Regions from separate parts of the Rattus norvegicus genome. Here region 2 is linked to region 1. Evidence: chromatin contacts called from public Hi-C data. All regions are on one chromosome and are shown on one strand. Each heading gives the region's core, a stretch centred on a gene start, on an enhancer-like site or on the middle of the called end of the contact. The rest is flanking DNA. Distances are from core to core; before and after follow the strand shown. Region 1 holds the start of Selenof (selenoprotein F). Region 2 has its middle 31 kb from the start of Sh3glb1.

Region 1 (3,202 bases), core at 178-2,677:
AGCAGAACTAAGTGGTCTCAGTTAATGGCACGGATTAGGAATCACAGTAGCGTTGGGTTCTTAAATTAACCAACTAGCTCATACAGTGCATACATGAGAGAACTGCTTCCCCAACCTAAAGGACCGTTTTAAACTGTTTAAAACTTTGATGGGGGGTGGGGAGTTACAAAGCCACTCTCTTGAAATTTAGAAGGTAGAAGGTAGTTTGAGAACATCACTCCTTTGTAACATTTAGTAGTGGTAACAAATTCAAGTGACTACGATGGGAAGAGAAAGCAAACGACTCACTTATCTCTCCGGTATAGAAAGTTTAGGAAGAGAAACCAAACGACTCACGGTTCTCTCCAGTATGGAAAGTTTAAAGGGATGCCCCCTAAATGTTACCTAAAGGTACCAGATGTCTCAAAACGATATCGTATTACAACGTGAGACGCTAAGAATCCACCTTTCGGACAAAGTAATAAGAGCAGAGACAACATTTGCAAAGTACTGGATCTATGAAAAACAAAGTATTTAGAGAGCCACGGTATAATCGTAACTTTCCAAAATCTTGGGACAAACCACTTAAATACCCTTAGTACAAGACATGTAAAATATGGGAGAAAAACTTCCACAGAGGAGTTTACCAAAATACAGTCGTTTCATAAGTAGCTAAGTAAGTCAAAACTAGGTTTTCTCCTCTCAGAGATCCAGAACCTATGCATTCTGGCTAACGAGGAAAAGCGCTTGCCTGAACCAAAACCAAGATAATGTCCCTTTAAGGTTTCGGAGACTTGTAAGCAGTGGTAGTTCTCATTTACTTGTGTCTCATTAAAAGAAAAGCCCCTCTTCCTAAGCATTACTGACTTTATGTACCCACTGCGTTCTTACAAAAATCGATTTTAGCTGCCTGAAGTGAGGAGACCATCGCCTCTAGAGCTCCGGCTGGAAATCTGCCACGTTTCACTCCGGATGGAAGCGGCGATAAAGACAGCCCTGTTCCACCGGCGGTTCCCATGCGTGGCCGCGGGTTTGCCCTTCCACATCCTCGCCCTCCGACAGGCCTTGAGGCAGCCACAGAGGCGGTCCACACTCACCGCTTGAAACGCAGTCGCCAGCAGTAAGCGAAGCCCCAGCGCGGGCCGGAGCCACCCGCCCTGCCCTGCCGCCATCCTTGCGGTCTGCCGTCAATCTTTAGGAGTCTGAGGACCCTTGTGCCGGGGACGTCCACTGCACTGCCTGATGCGAAGCCCGCCGCAAAAGGCCACTGCTACAAGCCTATTACTCCACAAAGACGAGTGTTAGTTAGTCGACTACAGAAGCCTGAAAGTGATCGGCTATTAAACAGCCCTCAGGTTCTTTTAGGGATTCAAATCAGGCGCTTTCCTAGACTCCCTACACCGGGGCTTCTAATTCACGACATTACAGCGGCTATCCACGAAGTCCCAGCTCGTTCATTACTAGCCCCGCCTCCCCCGAATTTACCCAATCGAAAAACGCCTTGCTTGAGGCCTGTGGCAAGGAACCCAACCGTAAATCGAACCGAAAGGGCGATAAGCGGCCGTTCTTCGGACCAATGAACGCCACTGTACGGAAGGACGGGGGTGGAGCCTCTGGTTGCCGGGCAGCGTGCGTCAAGGCGTGCGCATGGTGGCCGAGGGGGAGGGGAGGGGGCGGGCCGAGGGCGGCGCAGCCGCAGCCGCAGCGCCGCTGGAGGAGCGCGCGGCCGCGAGCGACCGAGGGAGGGAAGGGAGGAAGAGAGGGAAGAGGGCGTGCGGCCGCGGGGTCCCGAAGCCAGGCGGCAGCGGCAGGAGGGCGCCAGGGCCGTCGAGTGGGCCGGGGAGAAGCGTGCACCGGGCGGCCGGCGCTGGCTCCCGCGGGCGGGAGACCGGAGAGGAGGAGGAGGGGGTCGCTGCGGCGCGGCAGCCCGCGCAGCTCCGGGGTCGGGGTCTCCTCCCGGCGCTTCCGTCGCCCTCGGGGCCCCCGCTCCCCGCCCCCCGCGGTATGTCTTGATCGCGAGCGGCGGGTTTCATGGGGCTCCTCAGGATTATGATGCCGCCCAAGTTGCAGCTGCTGGCGGTGGTGGCCTTCGCGGTGGCGATGCTCTTCTTGGAGAACCAGATCCAGAAGCTGGAGGAGTCCCGGGCGAAGCTAGGTGAGGCAGCCGAGCTGTGCGCCGGGGCCGGGCTGGCGGGTAGGCATTGCCGGGTATAGCCAAGTGGGCTTCCGCAGGGGGCATCGAAGAGTCCCGAGAGCTGGGACCCAGGCACGTCGAGCTCCCGCCACCGGGGAGGGATGCTGGGCCGGGGCGCTGGACGCCCGAGGTCCCTGGCCGGAGGGCTGCCCCGTTGGCCCTCCACGGAGAGAGGGGACCCGAGTCTGCATGGAGCTGGTGCAGCTTGAGGGCACGAACGCTCACTCTCTCATCTCTTCCGAATGGTTCTGGAAAGCCCCAGTCATGTGCGGCGATGGGGACTGGAATTTGAATTAGGGCCACCTGGGCACAGAATCCTTTGGGGATGGTGGTCGTGGGGAGATTCATCGAGGGGAGACAGGTAGAAATGGAAGAGTCCGGGAATGATGGGGAGTGAAAGCAGCTTACTGTAGTGAGTGGCAGGCATGCCTGAGCCTAGGGCGATAAGGGACCTTAGAACTGACAGCTTAGGTAGGCTGGCAGTGTGGCACAGCGGAGCAGATGAAAAGCTCTGATGGTACGGAACGTAACGTCTGGGGAACCGAAGTTCTCTATGAGTGGCGCTGAACTGGTTGATTTGGGCTTGAGAGTAGGGTCATAAGTGTAGGCTGATTGCGTGGACAAGAGAGGGACGTCGAGGGTTCGGAATTACAGGGTTTACTGTGTGAAAGGAAAAGAGTGGCAAGAGCGAGCCATGTGGGTTTCTTTCTGTGTTGGAATGGGAAAGGATTCCTGAAACACAAAATTACAGTGCGAGCTTGTGCAACAGCAGTCGAAAGCGCGGATAGTCGGTGCTTCCGGATAGTGGAGAACTTTGGTATTTGGAAGTGTTCTGGAGACAGAGAGACTTAATGATTGACGCGTTCTGATTTAAAAAAAAATGTACTCGGCACTTGTAAATCAGCTCAGAGGATGTAATTTGAATGTGGGAAGCAGCTGTTGAGTACACTTTGACCTAGCCTGTTTCTTAAACACGATTTAAATTTACCTTGAGGAACGGCTAGCTGCAGCTTGGGAGTGTGGATTAAT
Region 2 (3,202 bases), core at 255-2,754, 110 kb before region 1:
AAATTGTTAAGCATAGAAGAAAACTCTTAGAAAGCCAATTAATTCATGGTGCAATTCACAGTTATTTAAATCAACCCTCAGCCCCTGAGCATAATTCAATAGCACAGTAATGAGTGGAAGTTGCGTATATTTGTGAAATAATAAACAAGGAGATATTTATAGGCCCTCTACAAACTAAAAAAGAAGTAAAATTTAGCCACCTTTGTCCTTAAAGTAATCTAACTTACAAGGTTATAGTTAAACATTTTTTCATGGTGCTAATCAAAAAAATTCACGTTGCAAGAGATGAGGTTCTTAAAATGAGAATGTACCTCACACTGACAGACAAGGAAAATAAGCCTAAGGCCAGCATCCCCAGATTGCTACAGCCCATCCTCCCAATCGGGTACCTTCCAAACAGGAGCAAAAGGAAGCCAGCATTAGTTAGGAAGGATGGTTCTGAGGTGAAGTAGCAGGGAGAAGGTGAGAGGATCGGACAGACTTGCTTATGCAGAGAGGTCTCAAGACAGCTGTGCTTTGTCACACACCATTCCAACACCTGAAACTTTGAAATGAATTGTCTAGCTGCACAAGCCAGAGTGCAGAGCTGTGGAGGGGAGCATGGCTGACAGGCAGGTGTGCTCCAAGCTCTCTGCTTCCCTGTGCACTTGTTGCACCATAAAACTCTGATGTTAAAAAAGTTCCACACCTGCCTTCCTCACTTTGTCCTAATTGGAATGTCGGCAAAGTACAAGACTTCAAACCAGCAGTCTCGGCACTGCTGGGAACTTGTTGAAAATGCTAATTGATGCTTTCAAATATTCTACCTTATTTATACTTCTGTCTACACGGGCCTGTGGATTAGTAGTATTAATCTCCCCTGTGGCAGCCTTTTAAATATTTTTTTTTCTATTTTTCGGAGCTGGGGACCGAACCTAGGGCCTTGCGCTTGCTAGGCAAGCGCTCCACCACTGAGCTAAATCCCCAACCCCCTTTTTAATATTTTAAGACAAAAACTTAATTTTACTTTCGTTACTATGTCCTAACTATTAATTGTAATTATGTTATTTTTATAATTTATTTATTTAGCATGTAACTGTCACTTTGGAATGTAGCCTTTCTAAGATAGAGACTATAATTCTGTTAATCATAAATTACTCTTAGCACTCAGCTCTTATATATGCTAAATAAATACTTGTTGGGTAAAAGGGAAAAATGCTAATACCCGTGTCTTCCCCCACAAAACCTACTGAGCCAAATTCTGGAAGCAGGGCCCCTCAGTTGTACAGTAAGCCATTTGCATGGTCCTGCAGTAGTCAGTTGTGAGAGGCACTGCAGAGCTGACAGAGGTGGACATTCACCCTCAGGCGCCTACAATTTGACAACACTTGAACATTTCCCCTTGCCTCTGTAAGCCTTACCACCACTGTAACTGGCTGAGGTTCTTTCAGACCAGTCTAAGAAGTGGGTATGAAGGTAGAAGGATACATTTAGTGTCAGTAAGGAAAGTATTGCTTAGAACAGCAGGACCTGGGTGACACAGGTCTCTGGGAATGTGGCCCCATCGTCTAAAGCAGTGAGTGGTTCTCAACCCCTTTCTCGCCTGAAACCATCAGAAAACACATATTTACATTATGATTCATAACAGTAGCGAAATAAGTTATGAAGTAGCAATGAAAATAATTTTATGGTTGGGGTCACCACAACATGAGGAACTGGATTAGAGGCCACAGCACCAGGAAGGCTAAGAACCGCAGCTTAAACAAAGATGAGCTCTAACCACCATACTTCCACACAGTGCCTTTGAATTGGGGTTTAGCCTCGAGACACCCTGAGAAGCCAGTGAGGCCATATTAGACTAATGTATGTACACCTCTGTACCTCAGTCCCTAAGCTCACTTCTACGGCAGTAGACTTTTTAAGAATTATTAATACTTTTTTATTAATACAAGTCATAATAAACTGACAAAAAAATTTTAGAGGTAAAAATAAAAACATGGCGACAGTTCCATCGTCTAAGAAGTGCTGTCTGAGGTGTGGCCTCCAGATTCTCTGTACACTTACAGATTTTTTTTAATGGGGATCAAATTATACATGCTGTTTTGTAACTTTTTCACTCAACAGTGCCATGCCTATCTTACTGTGTCATATGTATTTCTACATCTTTTTTAATGGATGCATGATATTTCTTCATATGTGCCACATTTTGTTAAACTACTGTTGAATTTTTAGGTTTCCAGTTTTTCACTAATAAACTGCTTTGAAGAACACTGTGCAGCTAGCTCTTTGTGTCCCTATTTCCTTATGTGCTAGAAGCCTTGTATGTGCTTAGGCTCACAAGTAAACCCTCCCTTCCCTCCACTTCCCTCCACCTGCTCGTGGGGATGCTGCTCCATCCGTCTCAGTCCTTCCCTATGGCCCCTGGCACTGAAGCTGAGGAACGGGCAAAGCTGAGCACTACTGGCCTCCGTGTTTTACAGAAGTGGGTGTGGAAGGTGCCTTTAATGACTGTTGGTGGAAATCGAGATGTTTGTCATCGTCACTCAGAATCTTTCCTCCGTTACCTAGTAACACTCTGTCTAGCTGATGAAAGAGCAATAGAGGAGCTGGTGAAATGTCTGTGCAAGCCTGAGGACCTGAGTTTGAATCCCCAGCATCACTCAGAGCCAACCATGGCAGCAATCATCTGGAATCCCAGTGTCTTTGCAGAGACATGGAAGATGGAGACAGACTTCCCCAAAACCTAGCTCGCCTGCCAACCTGCCGTGTGCAGCAACTAAGACCAAAGTAGGAGCCCTGTCCTGAGCCGAAGTGTCAAGTCCGCAGAGCTCCACCCAGCCGTTGTGACACACCTCCTTCATACTCTCCCGTACAAGAACACGCACTAATGAGAGCCCCCTGCCTTAGCAATCTCATAGTGACAGAACCTTCGCCCGCACACTACTTACTGAGGCCTGACCCATCCCTTCACCACCGCTGCACACCACCACCACCCACTGCCTGTTCATTACTGCCTTAGACTGCTGTACTCAAGTCCTAGCACAGAAGCTCTTAAATCTTGCACAAACCTAGTCCTCCAGGAGAACACCTGAGACCCAGGGAACATCGCCGATGACGGCCGGAAGACTGTAGCAGCCAGAGGATCGGGAAGTGTGCTGTGAGACTGCGTCTCCTAGTAACTCAGAAGCTGCATCCGTAAAGTCTTACCAGTGTGTCTGCCCAG

What was found. Hi-C and Micro-C count contacts between places; a contact is called where the count stands out from the background.
Region 2: a Hi-C map of the A7r5 cell line shows a contact between it and region 1, with 1.9 times the contacts expected there. The contact joins the enhancer-like site here to the promoter of Selenof in region 1. A contact is called at or near these places in 2 of 12 Hi-C or Micro-C datasets (the A7r5 cell line and Schwann cells).

What each region holds. Positions count from the first base shown.
Region 1 is chr2:236,300,664-236,303,865 of GRCr8, reverse strand. Selenof (selenoprotein F) reads right to left here and starts at 1,427. Exons shown (of 5, transcript NM_133297.2): 1 at 1,077-1,427. The coding sequence starts at 1,151. It overlaps Hs2st1 (heparan sulfate 2-O-sulfotransferase 1), which reads left to right and starts at 1,733. Exons shown (of 7, transcript NM_001100518.1): 1 at 1,733-2,134. The coding sequence starts at 2,011. LOC120100962 (a long non-coding RNA gene) reads right to left here and starts at 1,070. Exons shown (of 2, transcript XR_005501383.2): 1 at 1-1,070.
Region 2 is chr2:236,412,248-236,415,449 of GRCr8, reverse strand. It overlaps a transcript of Sh3glb1 not described here. Among named protein-coding and RNA genes, the nearest start is that of Sh3glb1, 31 kb to the left of the region's middle. Within about 2 kb of position 1,504, at least 1 of the 93 cell types and tissues checked has an H3K27ac peak or open chromatin away from gene starts, as enhancers often do. A contact at or near this core is called in the A7r5 cell line, where this site is marked.